Regions from separate parts of the Zea mays genome. Here region 2 is linked to region 1. The links are chromatin contacts, called in public Hi-C maps. All regions are on one chromosome and are shown on one strand. The core of a region is the stretch at or near the end of the contact, and the rest is flanking DNA. Distances in the headings are between cores, read along the strand shown. Region 1 has its middle 42 kb from the start of LOC100276585. Region 2 holds the start of LOC100283692 (sterol-4-alpha-carboxylate 3-dehydrogenase, decarboxylating).

Region 1 (7,722 bases), core at 3,526-6,025:
GACGGGAAGGTCGAGTTGTCCGAGGGGCTGGACGCGCTTCCCGGGGATGATCCCATGGAAAGGTGCAGCGCCTGCCCGGACTGAGGACAGATCGACACGCAGGAGCCCGAGGGTCTCGGCGTAGATGATGTTGAGGCTGCTGCCTCCGTCCATGAGGACCTTGGTGAGCCTGACGTCGCCGATGATGGGGTCGACGACGAGCGGGTATTTCCCCGGGCTCGGCACATGGTCAGGGTGGTCGGCTTGGTCGAAGGTGATGGGCTTGTCGGACCAGTCTAGGTAGACTGGCGCCGCCACCTTCACCGAACATACCTCCCGGCGCTCTTGCTTGCGGTGCCGAGCCGAGGCGTTTGCCGCTTGCCCACCGTAGATCATGAAGCAGTCGTGGACCTCGAAGAACTCTTCTGCCTGGTGATCTTCCTTCTTGTCGTCGTCGTGGGCCCTGCCACCCTCCGCGAGTGGCCCGGCCCTGTGGAAGTGGCGCCGAAGCATGACGCACTCCTCAAGGGTGTGCTTGACGGGCCCCTGGTGATAGGGGCACGGCTCCTTGAGCATCTTGTCGAAGAGGTTGGCACCTCCGGGGGGTTTCCGAGGGTTCTTGTACTCGGCAGTGGCGACAAGGTCCGCGTCGGCGGCGTCGCATTTCGCTTGCGACTTCTTCTTGCCCTTCTTCTTGGCGCCGCGCTGAGTTGACGCCTCGGGGGCATCTTCCGATGGGCGGCCCTGGGGCTGCTTGTCCTTCCGGAAGATAGCCTCGACCGCCTCCTGGCCGGAGGCGAACTTGGTGGCGATGTCCATCAGCTCGCTCGCCCTGGTGGGGGTCTTACGACCCAGCTTGCTCACCAGGTCGCGACAGGTGGTGCCAGCGAGGAACGCGCCGATGACATCCGAGTCGGTGATGTTGGGCAGCTCGGTGCGCTGCTTCGAGAATCGCCGGATGTAATCTCGGAGAGACTCTCCCGGCTGCTGTCGGCAGCTTCGGAGGTCCCAGGAATTCCCGGGGCGCACGTACGTGCCCTGGAAATTGCCGGCGAAAGCTTGGACTAGGTCGTCCCAGTTGGAGATCTGCCCCGGAGGCAGGTGCTCCAACCAGGCGTGGGCGGTGTCGGAGAGAAACAGGGGGAGGTTGCGGATGATGAGGTTGTCATCGTCCGTTCCACCCAGTTGGCAGGCCAGACGGTAGTCCGCGAGCCACAGTTCCGGTCTCGTCTCCCCCGAGTACTTTGTGATAGTAGTCGGGGGTCGGAACCGGGTCAGGAACGGCGCCCGTCGTATGGCCCGGCTGAAGGCCTGCAGACCGGGTGGTTCGGGCGAGGGACTCCGATCCTCCCCGCTGTCGTAGCGTCCCCTACGCCTGGGGTGGTAGCCTCGGCGCACCCTCTCGTCGAGGTGGGCCCGACGGTCGCGGTGATGGTGCTCGTTGCCGAGGCGACCCGGGGGCGCAAGCGCTGTGTTGCGCGTGCGCCCGGTGTAGACCGAGGCTTCCCGCATGAATCGGGAAGTCGCGGCATGAGGTTCCGAGGGGTACCCCTGCCTTCGGGAGGCGGAGCTCTCGGCCCGTCGGACCGCGGCGCCTTCCAGGAGATTCTTGAGCTCTCCCTGGATTCGCCGCCCCTCGGTGGTTGATGGCTCCGGCATCCCGTGGAGGAGCATTGCTGCTGCAGCCAGGTTCTGGCCAACCCCGCTGGACGCGGGTGGCGGCCTGACCCTGACATCGTCGGCGATGCGGTGCTGGAAGCCCTGGGGTAGATGACGTATTTCTCCGGCCGGAGGCTGGCCCGCCCATTCCTGCCCCGTCCCGGCGAATCGGCTCAAGCGCTCCTGCTCCCTCGTCGAGCCTGGCCTGCACCCCGCGGATTTGCTCGAGCTGTGGGTCATGGCCACCCGCCTGAACGGGGACCACAGCTAGCTCCCGTGGGATGTCAACGCGAGGCACCGGCCTAGGGAGGTCACCGTCCTCCGACATGCCGAGATGGTTACCTTCGGAGGGACCCCCTAGATCGACGTGGAAACATTCGTGGCTTGGGCCGCAGTCCTCGTCACCGAGGCTACGGCTACCGTCGGAACAGTCGGAAAGGCAGTAGTCGCATGCGGTCATGAAGTCCCGCATGGCACTGGGGTTGCCAAGTCCGGAGAAGTCCCAACAGAAGCTGGGCTCGTCGTCTTCCTCGGACCCAGAGGGCCCGTAGGTCGAGACGTCCGTCAGCCGGTCCCAAGGTGACCGCATACGAAACCCCAGAGGGTTCGGACTCGCCTCTACAAGAGCGTCCGCCAAAGCGAGGCCGCTTGGCAGGTCGAGGCTGAATCCGAAAGGCGCGAGATGGGAATCGGTCGGTACCTCTTGGTCGACGGGCGGTGATGAAGTCACGTCGGGGACTGACTGCACTGTTGTCTCAGGTACGAAGGTGACGTCCATCAAGCCTTTCGCGAGCGTGCGGACGTCATCCGTTTGCTCGGAATTGGCGTGTCGCGGGGAGACGGCGCTCGCCTTCGTCTCAAACGCGAGGTCGATGCCCGACGCGCCCCCCGTTGGGGCGCTGGGGCCGTCGACTCGCTCGACAGCCGACGAGGCGCTGCCTCCCGCTTGGCCTTGGTTGCCCTGCCTCCTCCTCCGTTGGCGGGGGAGAGGACGGGGCGAGCTCGAATGTTGTTCTTCCACCACGCGGGGAAGACGTCGTCGATTCCACCGCCGGCGGGCGGGCTGTCGGCCGCCATTGTCGCTGTCGTCCGGCGGTGGAAGGAGTATCATGTCGTAGCCGCCGTCGAGGGACATGAACTCAAGGCTCCCGAAACGGAGCACCGTCCCGGGTCGGAGAGGTTGCTGGAGACTGCCCATCTGGAGCTTGACGGGAAGCTGTTCGTCAACACGCAGCAGGCCCCTACCTGGCGTGCCAACTGTCGGCGTTTCGAGACCGGGGGGTCCCTAAGCCGACGAGTGAAATGTCGCCGCGTGCCCCAGCCCAGATGGGTCGGCGCGAGGCCGAGCACGAAGGGGGGAAGTGAGGTGGCCGGAGATGGGCGTGAGAGAGGTGGAAATCCCGCGGCCTTCGTGTTCGTCCCGCACCCAGGTCGGGTGCGCTTGCAGTAGGGGGTTACAAGCGTCCACACGGGAGAGGGAGCGAGCGGCCTCACGCGAGCGCCTGTCTCGTCCTCGTCCCCCGCGTGGCCAACCCTCTCTAAGAGGGCTCTGGTCCTTCCTTTTATAGGCGTAAGGAGAGGATCTAGATGTACAATGGGGGGTGTAGCAGAGTGCTACGTGTCTAGCGGAGGAGAGCTAGCGCCCTAAGTACATGCCGTTGTGGCAGCCGGAGAGATTTTGGCACCCAACTGGTGTGATGTCGTGGCCGTCGGAGGAGCGCTGGAGCCTGGCGGAGGGACAGCTGTCGGAGCTGTTGAGTCCTTGCTGACGTCCTCTTGCTTCCGTAAGGGGGCTGAGAGCCGCCGTCGTCACAGAGTATGCGGGGCGCCATCATTGCCTATCTGGCGGAGCGAGCCAGATGGGATGCCGGTCTTGTTCCCCGTGGCCCGAGTCAGCTTGGGGTAGGGTGATGATGGCGCCTCCTGTTGACGTGGCTGGTCTGCGCCCTAGGTTGGGCGATGTGGAAGCTCCTCCGAAGCCGAGGTCGAGTCTGTCTTCCGTGGCCGAGGTCGAGTCCGAGCCCCTAGGTCGGGCGAGGCGGAGACCGTCGGCTGAGGCCAGGGCGGAGTCCGAGCCCTGGGGTCGGGCGAAGCGGAGTTCGTCGTCTTCTGGGGCTGAGCCCAAGTCCGAGCCCTGGGTCGGGCGGAGCGGAGTTCGTCGTCTTCCGGGACTTAGCCCGAGTCCGAGCCCCTGGTCGGGCGGAGCGGAGTTCGCCGTCTTCCGGGACTTAGCCCGAGTCCGAGCCCTGGGTCGGGCGGAGCGGAGTTCGCCGTCTTCCGGGACTTAGCCCGAGTCCGAGCCCTGGGTCGGGCGAAGCGGAGCTTCCTATGGTGCCTGCGGCCGGGCCTGACTGCCTGTCAGCCTCACTCTGTCAAGTGGCACCGCAGTCGGAGCGGCGCAGGCGGCGCTGTCTTTCTGTCAGGCCGGTCAGTGGAGCGGCGAAGTGACGGCGGTCACTTCGGCTCTGTCGGCTGAAGGGTGCGCGTCAGGATAAAGGCGTCAAACCACTTTTGCATTAAATGGTCCTGCGATTTGGTCGGTCGGCGCGTCGATTTGGTCAGGGTTGCTTCTTGGCGAAGACAGGGCCTCGGGCGAGCCGGAAATACGTTAGCCGCTGGAGGGGGGCCTCGGGCGAGGCGGAGATCCTCCGGGGTCGGCTGCCCTTATCGAGGCTAGGCTCGGGCGAGGCGTGATCGAGTCCCTCGAATGGACCGATCCCTGACTTAATCGCACCCATCAGGCCTTTGCAGCTTTATGCTGATGAGGGTTACCAGCTGAGAATTAGGAGCCTTGAGGGTACTCCTAATTATGGTCCCCGACAGTATTTAAGAAAAATATTCTGTTAAATTATATATGTGCTTTGAAGCATTTGCTTAAATGGATAGAATAATTAAGAAGTCATCTCGTGCTGAGTTTTTTACTTGTACATTAAATTTTAAGATTGGAATTCAAACTTTATTTGAATATGACTTGAAAATTGAAAATAATATCGAAAAAAAGAAAAAAAGAAATAGAAAATGGAAGATAAAGAGTAAACAACCACGTAGGTTGCCTCTCCCCTCGGCCCAGCACTATCCCTACTCTCACGCAGGCCCGCGTGAGCTGTTAGCCGGCCCAATGCCGCTCACTGCGCTAGACGCCTAGACCTGGACATCGCCAGGTGGGACTCGTGGCGAGACAGGTTCACCTGGCCGTGCTCGCGGACGATAGTGCGCTGACGTGTGGGTCCCACATGTCGAGATCTCCTTCTTCATCGAGCCGAATCAGAAATTGTCGCTAGTTTCGGACCAGGCTGACTCCGCACCGCCGAACTTCCCTTCTCCGCGCGAGCATGTATGTGGGGCGGTCATCGTCTCATCGACGTGTGGGTTCCGTTTGAGGGAGCCGCCGTTTCGCTTCAACCAAGTGCGCAAGGACTCCGTTGAGCTTCGTTCTCTAATCCGTCTCAGCCACCCCACCCTGATTTGGCGTAGGCGTAGCACGCCCGATCATCACGTCCTCGCCCATATATATAGTAGCCCCACGATCCCCTTAGGCCATGAACCATAAGACGTCTTCTTGGTAGCTTCGTAGCAGCGCCATCACAGTGAAAAATTCTAGCTGAACCGCGTCGCCGTCCGCCTCGATGTCTTATGCCGGCGAGGCCACTACCGTGGAGCTGTGGCGGTGTAAACCCAAATATGAATCTCTGAGACTTTAGACACTCAATAAAGAATAATGAAATTATGCTATGGTTTATTACTGAAATATATTTCCATCTTAATTAGATACTAAATAAAAATATGAATTATGCATCATGCTGAAGTTTATTTGTTTGTGCACTTATTTGGAAGATTTAATTTTGAAGTATTAACATTAGTTGAATTCAGATTTGGAATTTGAGAACTTAAATAGGAAAAATAGAATTAGGAAAAGCAAAAAAGAAACTAACCTATTCGGCCCATATAACCTTTTCTCATCTCTCGGCCTAGTCCAGGACGGCACGCCTGGCCATCGAGCACCGACAGGCGGGACCCGCGGGACAACCTCCCTCCACGGGGTTGCAACCTACCGCCCGCATCTAGCGTATGGGGCCCAAGTGCCAGCCCCTAAAAGCATAATGTCCAGTCTACCTACACAAAGATAAAGCAAGGATCCTATCATAGATCGATATATCTTTTAATCTACGGACTTACCTCCCGCATTGAGGTCCAAGTGACCGTCAGGTTCCCATTGGCGTCTTAGCATGCTTTGCATCCTTCATCCCAAACTTCTTTAGTATATCTTGGATGTACTTCGTTTGAGAGAGGAATGTTCCTTCCTTGAGTTGCTTTACTTGAAATCCGAGGAAGTAAGTCAGCTCTCCCATCATGGACATCTCGAATTTCTGTGGCATCACCCTGCTAAACTCTTCACATGTTTGTCATCCTCGAAGCCATGGGGTTGTTCCACGTACACCTCTTCCTTGATTGGCCCATTGAGGAAAGCGCTCTTCACGTCCATTTGAAAGAGCTTAAAGGAATGGTGAGTAGCATAGGCTAATAATATACGAATAGACTCAAGCCTAGCTACAAGAGCAAAAGTCTCCTCAAAATCCAAACCTGCAACTTGAGCATAACCTTTTGCTACAAGTCTTGCTTTGTTTCTTGTCACCACTCCATACTCGTCCTATTTGTTACGAAACACCCACTTGGTGCCCACAACGTTTTGCTTTGGATGTGGCACCAGACTCCATACTTCATTTCTCTTGAAGTTGTTGAGCTCCTCTTGCATGGCCAACACCCAGTTCGGATCATGCAAGACTTCTTCTACCCTGAAAGGCTCAATAGAAGAAACAAAAGAGTAGTGCTCACAAAAATTTGCAATACGTGAGCAAGTAGTTACTCCCTTGCTAATGTCACCAAGAATTTGATCCACCGGATGATCTCTTTGAATGTTAGTGCAAACTTGGGTTGGAGGTGCCTATGGCACTCCTTCCTCCTCCCTTCCCTATTGTTCTTGTGCTCCCCCTTGATCCATGCCATCGTCTTGATGTACTTGTTCCTCATCTTGAGTTTAGGGCTACACCATTGTGGAGGAAGAAGGTTGATCTTGCACTTGTTGTTCCTGTGGTCACACATCGTCTATCACCATAGTCCTCATTATGGCCGTTGGAACCTCATGTTCATCTATGTCATCAAGATCAACTTGCTCTCTTGAAGAGCCATTTGTCTCATCAAATACAACTAACCCGAATATCTGTTGAAGGCTCTATATGCCTTTGTATTTGTATCATAACTAAATAAAAACCCTTCAATGGCTTTGGGAGCAAACTTTGATTGTCTACCTTTCTTTACCAAGATATAGCATTTGCTCCCAAATACACAAAAGTAGGAAATATTGGGTTTGTCACCGGTGAGTAGCTCATATGTCTTCTTCTTTATGAGGCGATGATGATAGAGACAATTTATGGAATGACAAGCCATATTTACACCTTCCGACCTGTAACACCTTGAATTTGGGGGTATAAAATTTCTTTCTTATGATCATCCAAATTCAGGTGTTACTCTTCTCTATCTCACTCTAGTCTCTCTCTCTAGTTTTCTCCCTCTCTTTTTCTTTTGATTAGGGTTAGTTAAATTAGTGAAGGATTATTTATTTTATTTTGCCCAAAACTTATGAATCATGGAATGTTGCATCATATTGAGCCTAAATATTCTTTGAATTGTTGCATTTATTTGATTTGGTTTGAATTTGAAACTTGATTTGAATTTGAATTGAAAACCCTAGAGAAAATAAATAGAAAAATAATTAGAAAATCCCTGGAAAAAGGAAAACCCAATTCAGCCCAAGTCGGCCCACTTAGCCAGCCCCCCCGCGCGCCCTTTGTACCTGACAGGCGGGCCCCGCCTGTCGGCGCCAACCAGCGCGCTCACTTCCTCGCTCTCTCGCTGCTCTATGGGGCCGAGCTGTCAGCGCCATTCTTTTCCCCCGCGCCCGCTCTTTCTCTCTCTGTCCCACCGACCCCACCTGTCAGCCATCCCTAACCTCTCGCCCACGATCCCCCGCCGTGGACGCGCCCACGTTCGCGCGTTCTCCGGCCACGTCCGCGCACCCGCACCCCT
Region 2 (7,722 bases), core at 2,638-5,137, 220 kb after region 1:
GTAAAGGTATCATGATTAAAATCATCATACCATCCATCCTCATTGAATAGGCCTTCTTGATGAAGCTCCCTGTGTTGAGGCCTTCGATCTTGTTCGTCTTGAGCAAGATGGCGTACTTCTACAGTGGCTTCGTCAATCTGCCTTTGAAGATCAGCCAGTCGGGCCATCTTCTCCTTCTTCCTTTGTACTTGCTGATGGATTATCTCCATGTTTCTGATTTCTTGGTCCAACTCCTCCTCCTGGAGTGTTGGGCTAGTGGACTTCCTCTTCTGGCTTCGGGCCTCTCGAAGAGAAAGGGTCTCCTGATTTGGGTCCAGTGGCTGTAGTGCGACAGCCCCTGGTGCTGAAGCTTTCTTCGGTGGCATGACGAAGGTCAGTGCTTGCCGAAGGTGGTCGAAAAAGGGTTCACCGGAGGTGGGCGCCAATGTTGGGGACTTGTTCTCAAATGCTATGGATTAAGAACAAGGCAACACAAAATGTTAAAGGTTAAAGTCCTTCGAAGCATTATTTTCCTTAGGATATAATGATCTTCAGACGAAGGTCATGAAGGTCATACCTTCATGATTGCAGTGGATGTTAAAATAGAAGAAGAAACATATGACATATGAAAAATAACACAAATAATTATATCATATTATTCATTCTTCATTATGTAATCATGGAAGGATAAGAACAATATTGAATTACAAAAAGTACCTTTGTCTTGATAAAAGAGTACGATTATGACGCACGAGCGAATACAAGTCAGCGTGAACAGTACGGGGGTACTGTTCATCTATTTATAGGCACGGGATACAGCCCGTGTAAAATTACATCCATGCCCTTTACATTTGCTAATGACTTTAAGGTAATCCACCGAGATCCAAATAGCCTTTTCCCTTTTAAGTCGGTTCCCTTTTCTGCCGTTATGCTGAAGCTCTCTTGCACGTAGCTTCAGCGCTGCGTCAACCTTCGTATTGTTCGTGCTTTTCACACTGTGTGGTTCTGATCCGAGTCCGAAGGCACCTGTTCATATATTACACTCGGAAAACATTGTTAAATCATGTTTTTGAGAACATTCGGAAGACAAAGGCCCCAAACACGTAACTTATTTGTATTTTTGCTATTTGTATCCTACTTTTCTCTCCAAAACTTTTGCTCACTTGCCATCATTGATGGTTTGGATGTCGAGCTGATTTTTTTCTTTTGGGCCCAGGTGGATTGGCTCACTAAAAAGATGTATACCAATAACTTAATGGACATGCCCCAACAAGAAAGGGAATGCCATTACTAGTGAGTTCAGGTCTGGCGCAACTCTGTGTTAATAACTACATATGTTTGGGCTCGACGACTAGGCGTTCAACATGCGTGTATTCTGTCATTTTTTATTTGAACCATCTTTTAAACTATTAGAGAATGATCTTATTGAATGTGCCCTGTTGCTATGTGTTTATATATTGTTCACTAAAGCTTGGAGTACTAACTGAATTTCTTGAACACTACATACGTATAATCGAATAGGGACCATGCCTAACCATAAATTAAGAGCCAGCAAGGTCTGTGGGTATACCGTCAAACAACATTATGCAAAAACAAGCAATGCATATCAATATTATTAGCACCGTAGTTAAAATATGAAAGCTAGACTCTCTCTTTTATATTATAGTTTAGACTTAGTTATCAGATAAAATACCGAAAATCATTCCAACAAAGAAGCTAAAAGGCAAAGAACTTAGGCCTCAGAGATAAAGTGCAGCAATATAGACAAGCAACTGCTAACCTTCAGATAGCACGGGCAATTAAGGCCCTGTTCCAATCCCGCGAGATAAACTTTAGCAGCTTTTTTTTAGCTACTTTTAGCCATTTGTAATCTAAACAGGGGAGCTAATGGTGATAATTAAAGCTAAACTTTAGCACTTCATTTCATATAGCTAAAGTTTAGCAGGAAGCTAAAGTTTATCCCGTGAGATTGAAACGGGGCCTAATTCAAGTCATTGGCCCAAAAGAATAGCTTGGAGTACTGACTGATTTTTTTTCATTTTAGGTTCCACATGTCATAAATTATGATCTCCCAAATAATCATGAGTTCTAACCGTTTTGGGCACAAGGTGAAGTTTGTAATTTATGTTACCAATTATGGCTTCGGTTTATTTTGGCATCCTCTTGGTTTGTCAGTAGTGGATAGATTTGTTGTTACTTATTTGCTTAGCTGGGACAAATCAGCAAGTATACAATTGTGGGTGTGATTACTCAAACAAAATAAAACACTAGCAAAGTATGTGACTGGAGAAAATAAAGAGTCTTGCTTGTCCAATTTTCGTATAGAGGAGACAGGAAACAAAGATTTTGCTCTCTATGCATCCTAGATACCGCTTAGTCGATTTGGCACATGGCAAAAAAATGAGTACAAAGTTGCCCATGCATGTTGTACATTAAGAGCTTAAATGTGTCACATCCAGATTTATTGTAGGGAGCCTAACAGTTGTCAAACTATAACCGTTATATATTCATGTGATATTAGGTTTATTGTGATGATGCTTGTGTTGGCATTGCAGGGTGGGTCGACCAGTTTCGTGTGTTAGGCTGCCAATTGCACCACATGGTAACATGACCCGTGATGAGCGTATGGTAATTTACTTTCACGGCCATCGACAATGTATGGGTTCCTTGCTGATATGCCCCAGCCTAGGCTCCCTGCTGGTATGCCGAGGATCTGTCATCTGTAGCAACCAGAACTGGCCAACATGAAATTTATGCTTTGTGGTTTGCATGAACTTTGATTTGCGGTGCCATTCCCAACGCCTCCTCTTATTTTCCATCTGCTACGCGCTAACGTTCAGGCATATCTTGCCAAACTTTAATGAGTGCTGGTGGAATAGAATTATCTTGGATATCTTAATCTGTGATTGCACATCGAGCGCCGGGCTCGCGCCAGCCTGGACCGCTAGGAACGCAGCTCTCCTGCATTTTTGCTTATGCAGGCGAGCGAGCAAAAAAAAGCTCTAGGCTGCACGCGCAGATGTAAGTAGCCGTCATACACTGCAGCCATCCAAACACGAGCGGAGCACGGTCAACATGACGTCCGCTCGGTCAACGCGACGCCATGGGCCTGGACGCCACCAACCAACCAATCACGTGATCAGTTACCAATACCAAGCACTGAAGGTTGCTACTGATGCTCATATGGAAGAACAAACATCTGAATCGTGAAGTGCTGCTTCCTTGCAGAGGTGAAGGCTTTTCTGTTGGATATTCAGCCCCTTTTAATGAATCAAAAAGAGAGAAAGCTGGCAGATACACTGAATCACAAGTATTCATATTATTTTTAACCCATACCAGCAACTTCCCAAGTGACAGAAAATTCAAGCATTATATTCCATACTAAATACATTAAATGTACAAGGATTGCTTGTTTCATAACAATTCCGTGACTATTGGGGAAGAATTTGTGAGATATTGAGCTCGATAATATAAGTGTTTTTGTTTTCATTTAAGAGTTGCGCACCAACATTTTTATCGAATAATTTATGTTCCTTCTCAACACATGTCACTGATTTAACTGTGAATATCATTATATATATTCCCTCTTTCTTGAATATTCGTCATCAGCTAATTTATTTTTAAACTAAAACGTGATAAATAAAAAAGGAAGGAATAAATATAACGTTGCAACATATAATATACACGTTTAAGTTAGTATATTTTTTTCTTTTATTCCCATTACAACGTGCGCACAAAAAGTGGCACCAAAACTTTGAACGGTGGCCATGCTGGAGCGCTTCCCTGTGGCCAACTGGCCAATGGAGGAGAAATATGAACCAACCAATGACAAGTCGGACCCACTGGATTGACAGCCTCTGACGCCGAAAAAGCCACAGATCGGATCGCGGCGGGCAGAGGCCACCTCCGGATTCGGGCGCTCGGCGTAGCCGCGCAGTGGTGTGTCTGCCTCCCTCCTTGTATCCTCCTCGAATTCGAGCGGCGGCGACGGCGGGAAGGGAGATGGAGGCGGTTAGAGGCGATGGGAGGTGGTGCGTGGTGACTGGCGGCCGCGGGTTCGCCGCGAGGCATCTGGTGACGATGCTGCTCCGCTCCGGCGAGTGGCGGGTGCGCGTGGCCGACCTGGGCCCTGCCATCACGCTCGACCGCGACGAAGAAGAGGGTTTCCTGGGTGCTGCTCTCCGCGAAGGCCAGGCCGTCTACGTGTCCGCCGACCTCCGTGACAAGGCCCAGGTCGCCAGAGGTGCGTGGTCTCCCATTTGCCCCCCTTCCCATGTTGTTAGCCAGGTTGGAATCATAAGGCGACGCGGCGGTGCCCTTTCGTTTCGTGTGTGTGTGGGGGGGGATCTGAAGATCCCTTCTATTGGAGGAAGTGGATGTGTTGGTGTCCACTCTTGGGGGCTGCTTAAGAAATCGGATGAACTAGTGATGCTGGACATTGGGGACACATAATTTGGTTCGCAATATTGCTAATATCTGCCTTATATAATCTTCACTTAGTTCCATATGATTGAGCTAACTTTATGTATAGTGTTGATCCCATTTTTGTGGAACTTCCTATTAGCTTCACACTGTGTACATTCCTGGTTATGAGTTTTGTCTAATGTCTAGTTTATATAGTGGCCTAGTGCTTTATTTCGTCCCAGATATTGCTCCTATGTTGATCTTGTTGAAACTAATGAGTTAATCCACAAAGGGTTCACTGTTGAAACCAATGAGTTCATCCAAAGAGGGTTCACCCGTGTGATGTGGAGGTAAGTGGTGGTACAAAACTAGGATCCAGTTTCTGATATTTCAGCTACGGATTTGATGTTTCTTAATCATTGGCATTAACCCGCCTTAGCCTGTAGGATATAATTGGGTGTCATATACTGATATGAGAAATGCATTAAATTGTTTCTCTGTCTTACAATTTTCTAATGAAAATTTGCTGCTAATAATGGGAAGTTTTGAACCAGCTCAGTATGATATTAAACCATACCAGTAAGTTAATGTTATAACTTATAAGGGTGGACTCAAAGCCGGAGTCTTCCAAATGAGTGAGGTCTAGGAAAGGGATAAGCCGAGCAAGCCCTCCCCGCAAATGTGGAGAGACTGCTTCAAACCCGCGACATAGTGACTCAGTGAGACAACTGTCACCATTGTACCCTAAACCCTTTGATGATCTGTGGTCTCTCAAACTTTTTAATCTTCCATATGATATTGAGTATCATAGAAACATAAGTACATATGTGATGGATTTAATCTTTTTGTTTTTCAATTTTAGTTTCAGAGCTCTCCATGTTAGTTGCAGTTGTCTTCACACTTGTCAAGTTTGTTAATCTTTTGCGAAGTTATGAAATCACTCACTTTATCTCGATGGTAGGCTATAAGTTTTGACTATATGAATTGGTCTAATATGAAATAGATAGTATTTGCATTACTCAATTGATTGATTGATGCATGCAGTCTTTGTGCTTATTCCATTGCATGTGTTTTTCATCTGCAGCTTTTGAAGGGGCAGAAGTAGTTTTCCATATGGCTGCTCCAGATTCATCCATCAACAACTTCCACCTTCATTATGGAGTCAATGTCGATGGTTGGTACTGCTAACTTGTGTGTAGCCAGCTTTGGTTCCTACTTCATAATTAATGACAACACTTAGTTTTGTTTATGAGATAACACCGAATTGAGCCATGTTTACTTATTGCCATTACGTATCACTATATCACTAACAATTAACAAGTAAACCTTGTTTACTGCAATGATTTGCATGTGACATTGTGCAGGAACAAAGAATGTTATTGACACTTGTATCCGTTGCAAGGTGAAGAGACTCATCTATACTAGTTCACCTAGTGTCGTGTTTGATGGAGTTCATGGAATTTTTAATGCAGATGAATCAATGCCTTACCCAGATAAGGTCTGTTTGTATGCATTCCATTTTGATTTGTCAGTGGCTTGCACTTGTTCTATCTTTTCTGACATGATGTTTTCTTACTCCAGTTTAATGATTCATATTCAGAAACGAAAGCGGATGCAGAAAAGCTTGTGATGAGAGCTAATGGTAGGGAAGGGCTTCTTACATGCTGTATACGCCCAAGTAGCATTTTTGGCCCTGGTGATAAGCTAATGGTTCCATCTTTGGTTGCTGCTGCAAGGGCAGGGAAGTCCAAAGTAAGAATAGCTACATGCATGGACTTAAGTATGCTAGTCTAGTAAATGTTGGTGTCTTGGTGATCACACTGCATATTGACAACTCTCATTTATAGATTCATAGTACCATTTATATTTTAATTAGTTGCTGAAATCATTTTTGACAAAAATAATTAAGATCTTGGTGAGCTACATTTTTAGCCTTTATATTTTATAAAAGTTTCATATGAAACTGTTTTTCATTTTAATACTTCCTAAAAAAACATTATTGTCTTCCTATGCAGTACATTATTGGTGATGGGAACAACTACTATGATTTCACCTACGTGGAAAATGTGGCATATGGCCATGTTTGTGCGGAGAAAACTCTATCATCTGAAGATGGTGCAAAGATAGCCGCTGGAAAAGTATGGATTTCACTTACATATAAACTGTGGGGTAACTTTGGATCTTTTGGTCAGCATCTTACATTCGAGATTCACTAATCCTATTTGATATTGCTTTTCCAGACCTATTTCATAACAAATATGGAGCCTATAAAATTCTGGGAGTTCATGTCATTGATTTTAGAAGGTCTTGGATATGAAAGGTATTCATGTTTCACAATGACATCTGTAGAATAATGTAATACCTAGACTTTTGTTATCACTCACCAGCCAAATCTATGACAAATAACTTTCCACATAACTAGAAAGCTCATGCAGTCTTATCTCATATTCACTGAATTCCTCCTGTAGGTTTGGAATATTTGTAATCTTTATTTGAGTTTCATATTAAGCTTAATTGACGTCTAAGTTTTGACAGTGTCAAGATGATTTTCTTTCCCTTCTTCCCTATTGAAAACACAACATTATTTTTGAGCTATGAGAATCTATTTATTAAGGTACAACAACAAAGCCTTTTAGTCCCAAGCAAGTTGAGATAGACTAGTTACAACCTAATAGAAACCACAAGTAAAGGTTCAACACATAGTTGTTCTTTATGCACTCCTATTCAAGGTAAATCTTTCGGTATATTCTATCATTTCAAGTCTCATTTTACTGCCACTTTCTATACCAACTTCAGCTGTCCCCTGCATCTCTTCCTATTACTATTATGACTTAGGATCCCATTACGTCCCAATGCTTATGGAGATCTCCGTTGGACATGCCCAAACCACCTCAACTGATGTTGGACAAGCTTTTCTTCAGTTGGTGCTACCCGTAGCGTATCACATATATCATCATCCCGAACTTGATCCCTTCATGTATGGTCAAAAATCCAACACAACATACGCGGTTTTGCAACACTTATCTATCAAGCATGTCGTCTTTTTGTAGGCCAAAATTCTTTTTGAAGGACAAGCCAGGTGTAGTGGTGAGAACTGTCTCACTAAGTCACCATGTTGTGTGTTCGAAGCAGCCTCTCTGCATTTACGGGGGAAGGCTTGCCTCGACTCTTCCTTCTCCTAGACCCCACTCACGCGAGAGCCTGATTTGTCTTTTTTTAGCTTCTGTGTTACCCTCTTGTCACATAGATGGTCATATGTTTGACGCCATTTCATCCACATTACTTTGATTCTATGGTTAACATCTTCATCATTCATCAATATCTCTGTCTCTATATCAT

The links. Hi-C and Micro-C count contacts between places; a contact is called where the count stands out from the background.
Region 2: a contact with region 1 is called in a Hi-C map of ear, with 2.6 times the contacts expected there. The contact joins the promoter of LOC100283692 here to the enhancer-like site in region 1. A contact is called at or near these places in 2 of 25 Hi-C or Micro-C datasets (ear and leaf).

Annotation. Positions count from the first base shown.
Region 1 is chr1:70,465,941-70,473,662 of Zm-B73-REFERENCE-NAM-5.0, forward strand. No RefSeq gene overlaps it. Among protein-coding and RNA genes, the nearest start is that of LOC100276585, 42 kb to the left of the region's middle. Within about 2 kb of position 4,776, at least 19 of the 20 cell types and tissues checked have an H3K27ac peak or open chromatin away from gene starts, as enhancers often do. A contact at or near this core is called in ear and leaf, where this site is marked.
Region 2 is chr1:70,688,703-70,696,424 of Zm-B73-REFERENCE-NAM-5.0, forward strand. LOC100283692 (sterol-4-alpha-carboxylate 3-dehydrogenase, decarboxylating) reads left to right here and starts at 3,888. Exons shown (of 12, transcript NM_001156593.1): 1 at 3,888-4,222; 2 at 5,468-5,557; 3 at 5,748-5,881; 4 at 5,965-6,135; 5 at 6,399-6,521; 6 at 6,624-6,703. The coding sequence starts at 3,982.